Regions from separate parts of the Mus musculus genome. Here region 1 is linked to region 2. Evidence: chromatin contacts called from public HiCAR-type data. All regions are on one chromosome and are shown on one strand. The core of a region is the stretch at or near the end of the contact, and the rest is flanking DNA. Distances in the headings are between cores, read along the strand shown.

Evidence for each region. HiCAR-type assays count read pairs that join an accessible place to other places.
Region 1: a contact with region 2 is called in a HiCAR-type map of kidney, with 2.8 times the contacts expected there. The contact joins two enhancer-like sites. A contact is called at or near these places in 3 of 484 Hi-C or Micro-C datasets (the HL-1 cell line, the N1E-115 cell line and granulosa cells), 6 of 115 datasets of contacts at active chromatin or transcription factors (T-cell acute lymphoblastic leukemia, embryonic stem cells, kidney and 1 more) and 3 of 9 other capture datasets (adipose tissue, liver and pancreatic islet).

What each region holds. Positions count from the first base shown.
Region 1 is chr4:137,834,394-137,841,134 of GRCm38.p6, reverse strand. No RefSeq gene overlaps it. Among named protein-coding and RNA genes, the nearest start is that of Ece1, 25 kb to the left of the region's middle. Within about 2 kb of position 3,149, at least 69 of the 459 cell types and tissues checked have an H3K27ac peak or open chromatin away from gene starts, as enhancers often do. A contact at or near this core is called in kidney and liver, where this site is marked.
Region 2 is chr4:137,769,628-137,776,414 of GRCm38.p6, reverse strand. All of the region lies in intron 1 of Alpl (alkaline phosphatase, liver/bone/kidney), which reads left to right. Among named protein-coding and RNA genes, the nearest start is that of Alpl, 23 kb to the left of the region's middle. Within about 2 kb of position 2,889, at least 38 of the 459 cell types and tissues checked have an H3K27ac peak or open chromatin away from gene starts, as enhancers often do. A contact at or near this core is called in kidney and liver, where this site is marked.

The sequences.
Region 1 (6,741 bases), core at 1,900-4,399, 64 kb before region 2:
GCAGCACTCAGGAGGCAGAGGCAGGTGGGTTTCTGAGTTCTAGGCCAGCCTGGTCTACATAGAGAACTCCAAGCTAGTCAGAGCTACACCATGAGATTCTGCCGAGAGAGAGAGAGAGAGAGAGAGAGAGAGAGAGAGAGAGAGAGAGAGAGAGAGAGAGAGAAGAAGAAGAAGAAGAAGAAGAAGAAGAAGAAGAAGAAGAAGAAGGAGGAGGAGGAGGAGGAGGAGGAGGAGGAGGAGGAGGAGGAGGAAGAGGAGGAGGAGGAGGAGGAGGGAGGGGAGAGGAAAAGAAAAGGAGGGAGGGAGGAGGGAGAGAGGAAGGGAGGAAGGAAATTAGACAGACTGAATGACTTGGGTATTACATGTGTGTGCACATGTGTGCATGTTTGTGTGTATGCATGGAGATGCCAGAGGACAGAGAAGGACATCAGATGTCCTTCTCTGTCATTCTGCCCCTTAGTCCCTTAAGGCAGTGTCTCACTGGACCTGATGTTAGGCTGGTGGCTGACAAGTCCCAGCCATCCTGCTTTTTGCACCCCCAAAGCATTGGCATAAATGTGGCTATACCTGGTTCTTATGTGGGTACCAGGGACCTCAGGATGTCCTGATGCTTAGGCAGAAAATCTTATACACCATCATTTCCCAGCTAACACCATCTTCCTTTAGAGATAGGGTCTCTCACTGGCGTGGAAGTCACCAAGTAGGCTAGGCAGTTTGGCCAGTGAGCCCCAGGGATGCTGGTGTCTGCCTCCACAGCTCCGGGATAATAAATATGTGCCTGCATGTCCGGATTTGTACATGCGGGTGAGTCAGATCCTTGTGCTTTGGGACAAACACTTTACAGACAGAACCATCTCCTCGGCCCCTGGATGCTATTGGCTTTTATTTCATGCGCATGCATATTTTGCCCGCGTGTATGTACTAGAGGCTAGAGCAGGGCATTGATTATCTGCAACTGGAGTTACAGACAGTTGTGACCCACCATGTGGGTGCTAAGAATCATTTCTGGGTCCTCTGGAAGAGCAGTCAGTGCTCTTAACCACCAGGCCATGTCTTCAGCTATCCAACTTCTTCTTGAAGTGACTCACTATGCAGTCAGATGGAAAGGCTGGGTTCACTCCCTTTATCCTTCTGCCACAGTAGCTAGCCCCGCCCCCACCCCTGAGGTCCTAAATGCTTCCGAACAAGCACAGATGTGTGCCCACCCAGGGGCGAGTTTGGGGAATTTGTTAGATGCCATCTGGATGAGTGAAGGGGTTGCAAGATGAATTGTGTTGGAAGAAGAACCGAAGCTTCTTGAGATGGTTGGCCTGGCCTCGGGATCATCAGGTGGCGCCTCCCTGGCAAGGGAGTCCTGGAGGTGAGCCATGACAGTTAGGAGCTAACTGGGTGAAGGGAGGGGAAGAGGGTGGTCCTGGCATCCAGTAGAAGTAGAAGTTGTGGGGCAGTAGGGAGGTTGTGGATCTGGCCATGGTGCTGGAGTGCCTAAGAGGCAAGAGAAGCGTCAGGGGCCAGAGTATGTGGCCTTGCAGGCTGCACTGAGGATTTAGACCTTGATCCAGAAGAAAAATAGCTGCCATGTGTCACAGTCACATGCATCCATCGGATGCTGTGTGGTGAGCATACTGAATGAGGACAGTTGGAGACAGTGGCAGTGTTGGGGATCAGCTGCCATGCAGACCTGAGCGTCCCTACCCTCAGCTGGTTCTAATAAAGAATTGCCATTCAGACAACAGCTGGGCAAAGAGACAGAGTGGGAATCTTAGATTGTGCGGGCAAGGGACCAAGAGAGAGGGGAAGAAGAGAGAATTGCTGTGGGATCAGATTTAAGAGCTGCAGGAGAGAAACCATCCAGCAATGTAGGTGGAAAGGGAATGCAGCCCTATGGAGTTGCTGCCCAGAAGGTAACAGGGAAGAAAAGGTAAAATATAGATTTAGAAGGTGTCAAGCCAACGGGGAGATTTAGAAGTGCTCAACCATTGAGCTAGTCAAGGTATATCAAAATTAACTGGTGTGTGTGTGTGTGTGTGTGCTTCATTCATAAATCCAGAGAGCTCTTGGGTGAGTGCAGTGTGCGAGTGACTCACCAGGAGCCAACAGTTTAATTAATTTACTGCAACATGCCAGGTTGCCCAGGGCTGCTATTGAGGCTGTACAGGGGAGGCTTGGGTGAGACAGGTGGGCATGGGCAGACCATGGTATGGATGGGTGGATGGATAAGGGCAAGGGAGAGGGAGGTTTTCCTGATGAGCTCTGGGTTTGTGGATGGAGCAGTGTGTTAGAGTATCAGACTGGGGAGATCTGAGCTGACAGGCTGAGAGTGAGATGTGTTTAAGTCTTGGGCACGCCGGACTGGCCAGCAGTAACGACGCTGCAACAGGATCCTTCTGCACACGTTTATTGGGAGAGCTTGATTGCAGAGGCGAAGAGACCCCGAGCCCAGAACTGGTGCTGCTTATATAGGCCTAGGAGAGGCGTGTCTCACACCCGGATTGGTTATGCACTACGCCTCATTTGCATGTTCCTCATCTGATTGGCTACTCTCTCTGTACCTCACAGAGCCTCATTATCATACCTCATTTGCATGTCTCACATCTGATTGGTTATACTCTCAAAGCCTCGTTATCATGCCCGGGCCAGGCAGTGTCTTTGCAAAAAACTTTACTGCATATGTACACATTGGTTGTTTGTCCAAACTTATGTGTGGTGGCCAGCAGTAGTCAGTGCCACTCTGCAACGGCACATGTGGCTTCCCACATTTAAGGAGAGAAGTGCAAGCAGCTGGATGTCCCTCTTAGGATCAGAGGAAAGGCTAAGTCAGAGTAAGGCCTCCACATCTCTGCAGGATAGACAGGTAGGCTGCGCCACCTTGAGGACCTTGCTGTAAACCAGTAACACACCCCCTGCAACGGAGGTACCCCACAGAGGTGGCGTGCATGGGAGGGCTGCTAGTCCTTCTGTGGACACCCTAGGAGAGAACAGGATGGAGGGGAGGGTCTGAGACGGGGCTGGGGAGTGTCAGCGATCTGCAGAGGAGACTGAGAAGTAGAAACGGGAGGAAACAAAACCAGGAGGAGCTCTGACCACAGAGGACAGAACTCTCATCCCCGGGTGCTGAGGGCTGCCAAGCAAGAGGTCAAGTGTACTGAGTCAGCAGGACATGGGCTGCTGGCTTAGGGAACATCCGGTCAGCGTGACTTGGCAAGCATGGGACAAAATCCAGAATAGCCCGTGCTGAAGGAGAAGAAAACAAACGGGCAGTCCTCCCCAAAGCTTGCTTGTTTGTTTGTTTGTTTGTTTATTTATTATTGGCATCAGGTGCCAAACTCAGGGTCAGTACTCTACTATGGACCCATATTCCCAGGATCCCTCCCCACCTCCACCCCCACCCCCACCCCAGTATAAGACAGAGTCTCATGTAGTCCAGGTTGACACTGAATTCCATGTGTAGCTGAGGGTGATCTTGAACTTCTGATCCTCCTGCCTCTGTTTCTGGAGTGCTGAGATTACAGTGTGTAGTTATAGGTAGGTAATAGACAGACAGACAGAGACAGACAAATGATAGAGAGATGATAGGTAGGTAGATGATAGATAGATAGATAGATAGATAGATAGATAGATAGATAGATAGATGACAGGTAGGTAGATGACAGGTAGATGATAGATGGATAGATGATAGATTATAGATAGATGCTAGATAAGTAGATAAATGATAGGTAAATGATAGATAAGTAGATAAATAATAGGTAGATGATAGATAGATGGTAGATTAGATAGATAGATAGATGATAGATAGATAGATAGATAGATAGATAGATAGATAGATAGATAGATAGATAGATAGATGGATAAACAGACAGACAGATAGATAGACAGATAGAAAGATAGACAGATAGACAGATAGATAGGTGATAGATAAGCCCACCATGGTGAGCTTATAGTTCCGGGATGTGTGCACACGAGACAAGTGTCTACCAACAAGAGCTACAGCATGAGTTACATTCCCTGCCCCCTTTCCCTTAAGGACTTTCTTCCTAAGGAAATAGGCAGGCAGCTCCAGTTTGGGTCAGGTCAAGGGAGGCTCTTCTCTTTTGCTTTCCCCTCCCACCCCCCCCCACCCCCTGAGATGAGCTACTTGCGAGGGCTTGGGTTGGGTGTGGGGTAGACTGTGTGTGTAGGAGAGGGTATGGGGGAATGGCTGGGTAGAAGGATGGGCTGCGGAGGCTGATGCTCGATTTGCTGTGTAGTTAAAGATGACCTTGAACTTTTGATCCTTCTGCCTCCACCTTCCAAGTGCTGTGATGGCTTGCCACCTCTAACTTCCAAGTGCTGGGATTGTAGGTGGGTTGCCACCACAGCTGTCTCAGGAAGGGACGTTACGGCAGGATGCTAATGCTAATGCAGAGAGCCTTCTGTGCTGTGTGGACAGTCTGAAGGTGTCGCATTGAGAGTAGAGAAGAACAGGCATGCCATGCTTGGGAGTAGAGTTCTGGGAGAGTGGAAAGTTTCTAAGGAGCTGCAGGCGGTTCTGAACTCCAAGCAAAGCTGGGTTATCTATCAGTCATCTGTCTGTCTATCTATCTATCTATCTATCTATCTATCTATCTATCTATCTATCTATCTATGTCCTTCTGGCTCAAGCCATCCTCCAGCTTCAAATTCCTGAGTAATTATGTCTACAGGCACTGGCTTTGGTCCTAAATGCTCTGGTTTTTATTTTATTTTATTTTATTTTATTTTATTTTATTTTATTTTATTTTGTCTAGCTCTATCCCTTGATGAAATGACTTTATCTTAAGATCTTAGTTTCCAACCTATAAAAAAGGGGACAAACACAACCCCACTCATTACAGTTTCTGGTTCCTGGATCTGGTCTGGTCTGGCTGTCAACGCCTCCCTCCTCCCACCCCGTCCCCATGTTGAATGTTGGGAAGGGTGACCTGGAAAGCTGTCTGTGTTTATAACAAACTGACCAGCAGGGGCAGCAGATACCTACACAGGAACACCGGAGCAGCCTTGCGCTGTGGTACCCAGAGAGCAATGCAGGGGACAAGACTGAAGCTGCCACTAGGCTGATCTGTGTGGCTCATGAGCCAGAAGGGAAATAAGTACCACACTTGAGTTCAGGGGCTCTGTAGCGGAAGTGGACGAAGAAACAGCTCGATTTAAGAATGTAACCGCTAGGGAGGAGAAAGGAGCGGACAGAGTCTAGGCTGATCTGTGTGGGAGGGGCTAGGGAATGAAACAGGCTGGCAGGGCTACCTGAACTGGGGGGTTAGAGTTGACATCAGGGAGTCACAGGGGCACAGAGGAGGGGGCGGGGCAGAAGAGGAAATGGGGTGTGGAAAGGAGAACTGGGAGCTTCCAAGAGACCCAGAGCCGCACCTGTAGCATAGGGCCTGTGGAGGGCCGGGGAGACCCTGGGGTGGGGACAAGGGCCCATCACACTTGGCCCCCTTGGTGTCTCTTCTTCCCGTCTCGCTGAGCTTGCAGACCCACAGCAGTGGCAGCATACGAGGTGGCCCTGAAGCATTTGAGGCCCACAATTGCCAGGGCTGGAAGAGCTCCCCACATTCTTGTACCCAACGCCACGTTTTGCGGAGGAGGAAACCAAGACCCAGCTCCCTTGTAGCTCGGCGAGACTGGATTGAAGCTGCAGCTGGTCTCTGCCCTGACGGGCATCATCAGGTATAGTTAGCGGTGGCCGGCGCTCCCACAGCCTGGAACATCCAGGCTCGGGACACCTTCAGGGGGAGAGTTTTCAGGACAGAAACTGTTGCCACGCCCCCTTGGGAGCTTATAAAATCCCACGTCTCAATTCTAAAGCAAGGGGTTCAGAATAAAGAGGATATAGTTAATGTCTTTAATACGACAGGGTAATTTCGAAACTGAAAACAAACTTGAGGGAAGGCAATTAAAAGCTCTTCTCCCTTGGAACACAAATATGAGAAACAGCGGCAAAGATGGCACTTAGCTCAATCCTATGTTTATTTTATTTTAAAGCGCCACCAACTGGGGCTTATCCTGGATAAAGAAGGAAAATTAACCTTCAGAAAATGCAGCCACTAAGTTCTCATGTTAATCAACAGGCTACAGGAGAAAAACCATGAGACAGTCTCCGCGCAGGCGCATGCTCAGAAGAAAGCTGTTCGGAAAGTCACACCCATTTGCAGTTTCCAAAATCTTTAGTAAACCAGGAGGGAGTAGGGGGTGGGAAAATTACCAAAACTTATAACGGGGTTGGACACGTGGCTCAGTGGTTAGAGCACTGGCTTCTCTTGCAGAGGACCTGGGTTCAAGTCCCAGCACCCACATGGCGGCTCAGACCCATCTGTAACTCGGGTTCCAGTGAATCCCATGTTCTCTTCCAGGCAGGCACATGGAGCAGACATACACTCGGTCAAAACATTCATATACATAAGATAAAATAAATCTAAAGATGTTTTTACATTATTAAGGTCACTGAGGTGGTTAAGCCGGGGTGCTCATTGCCAAACCTGGCAGTCCGATATCAGTTCCTCAGACCAATATGATGGAAGAAACTGACTCCCCCAAGTTTCCATCTGACTTCCTTGTGGACATTGTGGTGTACACACACACACACACACACACACACACACACGTAAGGGTTTTTTTTTTTTGAAGGTTTGTTTGTTTGTTTGTTTTTTAAAGTATGATTAAAGCCAGGCTGTCACGGTGCATGCCTTCAATCAGAGCACTCTGGAGCCAAAAGCCGGTGGA
Region 2 (6,787 bases), core at 1,640-4,139:
TCCAGAGTAGAGTCACAAGCACTCGGAACCATCAGCCCTGAAATCTAGCTCAGTCTAGAAGAGACAGACCTGTGCCCTTAACAAATTTACTTTTTCAGTGCCAGGATGGAACCCAGGGCCAGTGCTCCACCACTGAGCTGTGCCTCGAATCCAGACCTTGACTTTTTCTTTTTCTTTTTTCTTTTTCCTTTTTTTTTTTTTTTAGTTTTCCAAGACAGGGTTGTTTCTCTGTATAGCCCTGGCTGTCCTGGAACTCACTTTGTAGATTTTTTCTTTTTCTTTTCTTTTCTTTTCTTTTCTTTTCTTTTCTTTTCTTTTCTTTTCTTTTCTTTTCTTTTCTTTTCTTTTCTTTTCTCTCTCTTTCTTTCTCTCTCTCTCCTTCTTTCTCTTTCTTTCTTTCTTTCTTTCTTTCTTTCTTTCTTTCTTTCTCTCTCTCTCTCTCTCTCTCTCTCTTTCTCTCTCTCTCTCTCTCTCTCTCTCTTTCTTTCTTTCTTTCTTTCTTTCTTTCTTTCTTTCTTTCTTTCTTTCTTTCTTTCTTTCTTTCTTTCTTTCTTTCTTTCTTTCTTTCTTTCTTTCTTTCTTTCTTTCTTTCTTTCTTTCTTTTTCCAAGACAGGGTTTCTCTGTGTAGCCCTGGCTGTCCTGGAACTCACTCTGTAGACCAGGCTGGCCTCGAACTCAGAAATCCGCCTGCCTCTGCCTCCCAAGTGCTGGGATCAAAGGCATACGCCACCACTGCCCTGCTGGTTTTTTTTTTTTTTAAGTTTATTTGTTTTATGTATATGAGTACACTGTCGCTGTCTTCAGACACACCAGAAGAGGGCATCAGGTCCCATTACAGATGGTTGTGAAGCCACCATGTGGTTGCTGGAATTTGAACTCAGGACCTCTGGAAGAGCAGTCAGTGCTCTTAAACCGTTGAGCCATCTCTCCAGCCCCTTGCCTTGAATTTTTGACATTAGAAACATTACAAATGAGACAACACCAGAAAAGAAGGTTAGCAAATTAAACCTGGAGGAAAGCCTAGTTTTCTCTGTAATCCTAACACCTGTGAGTACAGAGGTTCACATCTGTAATCCCACATTTGAGAGCCCAAGGTGGGAGATAGAGTAAGACAGGGCTGGAGAGATGGCTCAGTGGTTAGGTGCACTGACTGCTCTTCCAGAGGTGCTGAGTTCAATTCCCAGCAACCACATGGTGGCTCACAACCATCTGTAATGGGATCTGATGCCCTCTTCTGGTGTGTCTGAAGAGAGTGACTGTGAGTTTCAGGGCAGCCAGGGATATAGATAGAGAGATCCTATATTATTAATAATAATATAGAGAGCCTGTCTTAATAATAATAACCATAGAAGAAGACACACACAGTCTCCTCCTCAGCCATGACACACACTGGGTCACTCACAGTCCTTCCAGTCTTTCGTGGCCTCCAGGCTTTTGTACCAGCTGCCTGCCTCTGGTTCACTCAGTCTTGCCTGCTGACTTCAACACCCTGGCAACAGAGACCCTGAGTACTTGCCCCCATTCTGTGTGACTTATGTGACTATGTGTAAAGGTCCCATAACCTCTTTGGGGAAAAACCCGAAAGTCTTGGTCTGCCCCCTTGCTGGCCTGTGTTGAGTGGCGTCTCCTAAAACCTCAGCCGTTTCAGCCCAGCACAATGGCAAACAGTTTTTGAACTTTGGAGTTGAAAACTTTGGACCTAGCTCTGCTGCTCCTGTGCGTGATCTTAGTCCTTTCACCGCTCTGTGTACCCTAAGATGAGGACGACCACATGAGTACCTGCCTCAAAGCACCAGTGGTGGTATAACTCAGTGGCAGAGTGTTCTCCTATCTGGGCTAGGCCCTGGGTTTCAGTCTAACACTGTAGAATTCAGGAAATAATAAAACCTGGCATGCACTTTCCACCTACATCCTATGGACTGAGCCTTAGAGTGTATACCTCTGCATCACGTCTGTGGGATGGGGCGGGTATCACACGGGGCCCCAGGTCTACCAGCTCTAAGACCAAGATTCTCTTTCACCCACACCAGTACTGGGAAGACTATCACTTGAGCCCGGTAGGGGAAGCCGGTTGGAAGTCCCCCCCCCCCCACACACCACACACACACACACACACACACACACACATCCCCGCACATGTGCAGTCCAGCTGTGCATGGTAGGCTTTATGCAAATACACTTTGGTGATGGGCCAGAAGTTAATGGTGGAGACAGAACAAGAGTGGGTTGGCAGTTTAGGGCTCACATGATCTCGGATAGAGCCTAAGGGGTTTTGAGGCTGTGGAGAGGGGCAGAAGAGGCCCCAGGAAAGGAGGCCCCCAGCCTGGGCTGGAAGGATGGGTAGAGCCCAGAAGCAATGCCAGGGACCTCACTCCCGCTGCTTGCTCTGGATTGCCTGGGCTTGTGGCTCTGCCTCCCTCTTTAGTTTCCTCTTCTGTAGGTGTGAGTACAGCAGCCTCTGAGGGCCGCAGTGTGAACTGTAGGGCTCTGGAATATGGGTCCCGGGCCAGCCCTTCTCTGAGCCTGCCTTCCCTCCCTGCCTCTTCTGTCTCTTCCTGCATCGCAGAGGACTTCACTTCAGCAAGGTTGTTCATCACCTCAACCCTGTCAGGGCTTTGACCTATTGGCCCCTGGTGGGCATTAGCTGCTCAATGAACAGCAGCTAGGAGCCATTGTTTAAATACCATTAAAGCCCTAGGACACAGGAGGCTGCTGATGTCCCTGGGCGCTGGGGGACTGTTCCTGCTGTGCAGGTCTGTTCCTTTTAACTTTTAAACAGTTTTGAAGGCTGTCAGGTGGAACAAACAGCCTCAGAGGACAGCCAGCTTAGCCCTGCCCCTGCTACCCAGGGACCAGGGGCAAAGGCCCTGGGCTTGGGGCCAGGAACATCTAGGACATAGCTGGTTCTGCCCCTCTTCAGTTCAGGGACCTTGGGCATGTCACTTGACTCATGTCACTCCTGTGCATCTGACTTCTCCTCTGAGATGGATTTCTTACAGTTCTGTACTGGTGACTTCCCAGGGACTGACTGACCACTTGACTGAAGGGCCCAGTGGGCAGACAAGGACGCTTTCAGGCACCGGGCCTGTTAATACTAATGTTAAATGGAGCCCATACCAACCCGTGGGAAGGTGTGTGTCTCTATTCTAGGCAATCCTACCCAGGAATTCAGGAATTTCCTCTAATTCTTTTCCCCTCCCTCTCCCCCACTTCCTTGCCTGCCTGCTTTCTTCCTTCTATACATACATCCTTCCTTCCATCCATCTGTCTTTCTTTTCTGACATGGTCTCATTATATAGCCCTGGCTGGCCTGGAACTTGCTTTGAAGCCCATGCTAGCCTTGAACTTGAGCAATCCTCCTGCCTCTGCTTCCAGAGAACTTGGGGTCGCAGACTCGCACCGCCATGCACAGCCACGGATTCCACCTGTGTGAATTCGCACACAGTGTGTCTGCCCACCTTTGACGAGTTTGTCCCGTTTCTTCCCTGGGCATGACCGACCCGGTGTGATTGTTTACAGTGTGAGAGCTGAGGGAAACCCTCTGGACTGGAGTTCTGAGGGCAGAGTTTGGGCTCTAAGCAACAGAACAAACCAAAGCAAACAATAGGAGAATGTACTGGCTTCCACTCAGAGGTGAGCTTCAGGCATGCCTGCGGCCAGGGTCTGGATCCAGCGTCCTACTCATGGGTTTTTCTGTAGGTTTCTAGTCCATCACCCAGGCCGTGTTCCCCCCTGGGGCTTCCTCACTTCACACCCACAATGCTCTGGTATCCAGATGGAAACCGTCCCAGCCTCTGCCAGTCACCCGACCTGCAGCCACCAAAAGGAAGAGGGCTTCCCCTGTTGGGGAGGGGAATGGACTCAGAGTAGCCAGATATGACAGCGGGTGTCACCATGTCACTGTGGTGGCAACAGAGAACACTAAAGAGGTCCTGTCTCAGAAACTGACATTGGAAGCTTCGTGGAGTGATCATCCCTGATACAAGGGATGGAGAGGGCAGCCTGAGACAGCCCCCGTGGCTCCCTCTCTCTGCAGAATGGTAATCACAGAGGAGTGGACCAGGGTGGGAGGGAAGTCTGGGAGTGCTACCAGACTCTTAGGTGAGATAGTCCCCCCAGCCCCCAGAACACAGGTAATAAATATTCAAGGCAGGAGGAGCTGGAGGAGAGCCTGCGTGGTCGGAGATGTGCTTTCTGCCAGACCCCCAGCCTAGGCTGAACCAGGGAACTCAGTGGTCATGAGTCACAGCCCGTGTCACAGCCCCAGTCCATGTGGAGGCAGTCCTGCTAGATGCTAGGGTGGCAAAGGCATCGCATGAGGAGTCCACCAGGCTTGGGTGGCTACTGGCTCTCCCACACCTTGCAGTACAAGCCATGAGCTCCTGTGCTCTTGGTCCTGAGAGTTCTGCCCACATTGGATCCTTGGGAGATAGCACAGAAAGCTTCTAGCACATAGTAGGTGCCCTGTGCTTTTAGCACATAGTAGGTGCCCTGTGGAGACATCCTCCTCATCCTATTAGTTGCTGTGTGGCCTTGCCCTGTGCCCTGGGAGCAAGGAGAGCATCCACCAATCAGAACTCTGCTGGCTGACTTCCTGCCTCTGCCACGAAGGGTGATGGTGGTTTCTCTCATCGTCCCTTGTCCTGTTGAATTCCCATTCTAAGGCACAATGTCAAGGCACATTGTGACCATTGGTCTAGCACACCACCGTGGGTTTCAGTTTTTGAGTCAGGAGCTCATGTAGTCCAGGTTGGCTTTGAACTGACTGGAGAGACAGCAAGCGCTGGGGCCGACAGACCTAAGACACCACGCCCTGCTGGATTAGCTCATTACCAGCCCATGTTCCTGCCTCTCTCGCCCCCACTACTAAGAGCCTCACACACCCCAGCTGCTGAGAGCCCGACAGCTGGTCACAAGCTCGATCGGAATGTGGGAAGGATGCTGTGGAGGCCCCGCTGCCAGCTACCAGCATCTGTGCACTCCCTGTGTGTGCTAGCTGGGACTCTGCTTGTGTCGGGGCCCACCCAGCGCGTTACAAGTTCAAGGCCAGTTTCCATAGCCAGGGCTGCCTCAGCCTCCTCCCCAGGGTTGTCTCAGGACTAACCAGGTCCTCCCAGGGGGAACACAGCCAGGACAGAGCTGGGGGTGGGGAGGGTGTCTCAGAGTCCTAGGAGGATGGACTGAAGCTGGAGATTGTGGGAGAAGTAGGGTGTATCTAGGGTCAATATCCTGCCCAAGTCTCACAAGGATTTCCACAGCCCAGCTGGCTATAGTTGCTGGGTCAGTGACCTAAACCCAGCCTATCCAAGAAGTGACTCTACCCATTTCCCAACGTGTGACATTGGCAGACCTCATCTCTCTCTGGGGTAAGGGGAGCCCCTCCCCAAGGAATCCAAGGGAAACACTCCAAAACTGGGATTTGGGGAGCAAGGATCCTGAGTCATGGTATCGTCCGGTCCCTATTGCGTATGTGATGTGCCGAACAGTTCCAGTCAGTCAGGGTGCTCCTATCAGAGGTTACGCCGGCATCCTGAGAGGACTTCCAAAAGCCCAAAACACCCACATGGAAGACTGAATTCTGACAGGGTGACTTGCTGCTAGACTCTGGGCAAGCTACTTAACCTCTCTGTACTCAGTTTTCCCATTTGTGGAATGGGAAAAGCTGGAGTGTTTATCCTGCTGGGCATTGTAGGATTAAATGAGTTAATAAAGGTAAAAGTAGCCCTGGCTAGCCTAGAAGTCATTATGTAGACCAGGATAGCTTTGAAATCAGAGAGATCAACCTGCCTCTGGCTCCAAGTCCCGGGATAAAAGACATGCATGCACCGTCACACTCCGCCCGCAAAGCTCTCTCTGGGCTAGCCTGGGCTTCCCAAGCCAGACCCTGTAAGTTCGGGACAGGGTGTGGAAGGAATGTCCTCTAATGCTATGGTTGACATGTTCTCCTCAGTCAGTGTCCTTAATGCACAGTTTCTAAACACCAGCATCGCCGCCCAGCCTTGCAGACCGTCGTCACCTTAGGCCTCTAACCATCGCCTCCCATGGGAAGAAGATGTGTCAGGGTGCTGTGTGACTCTGGAAGGTCGTGCACCCTCTCTGTGCCTTTCAGTTTTTGATGTTAGGATGGGACTGCTGTGTTTCCTGGTGGGGGATGGGGAGGCTAGGGAGTGGGACAGAGACTGGGTACAGCACAGGAAGGAGCAGGGGACTGAAACACCCCTCAGTGATGCATGGCCCCTTTCAACCTCTCCCTCCCATGCTCAGCCTCCAGCCCATAGGCAGGATGTGTCCTCTCCATGGGTGGAAGGAAGCCTGTGTACCTATAAAGTGATGCCCTGGGCCTTCCACCTCCCTCCTGGCCCCGTCTCTCCTCCCACTGAGATCCTAGGCTTAGGCTCCAACCCATGAGGCTGTCTGGTGTCCCGGTGAGTGAGCCTCCGATAGCCCCAGACCTCATGCCCAGTGCCTTCTGATTTCCAGCTCTGGCAGCCACACCCTGACTGGTGACAAGGGTGAGTGAAGACGCAAGCCAGCTCCTGCTTTGGCTCTTTTGGGGTTGCTCCAGGCTGCTCTGTCGTCAGACAACTGCTCTCTGCTTGGCCATTGCCCCTGACTGAAATTCCTCACATCCTGTCTCTCGGCTTCCCATCATCCTGGCTGCTCCTCTAACGTAGCTACACTGCCAGGCTCCCCGGTGACCTTTTAGATTACACTAGTCTGTTCTCTAAAACAGGCAAGAGCCTCACACTGCCTGGGGCTTGTGAGAAGAACCCAGTGAGAATGAGA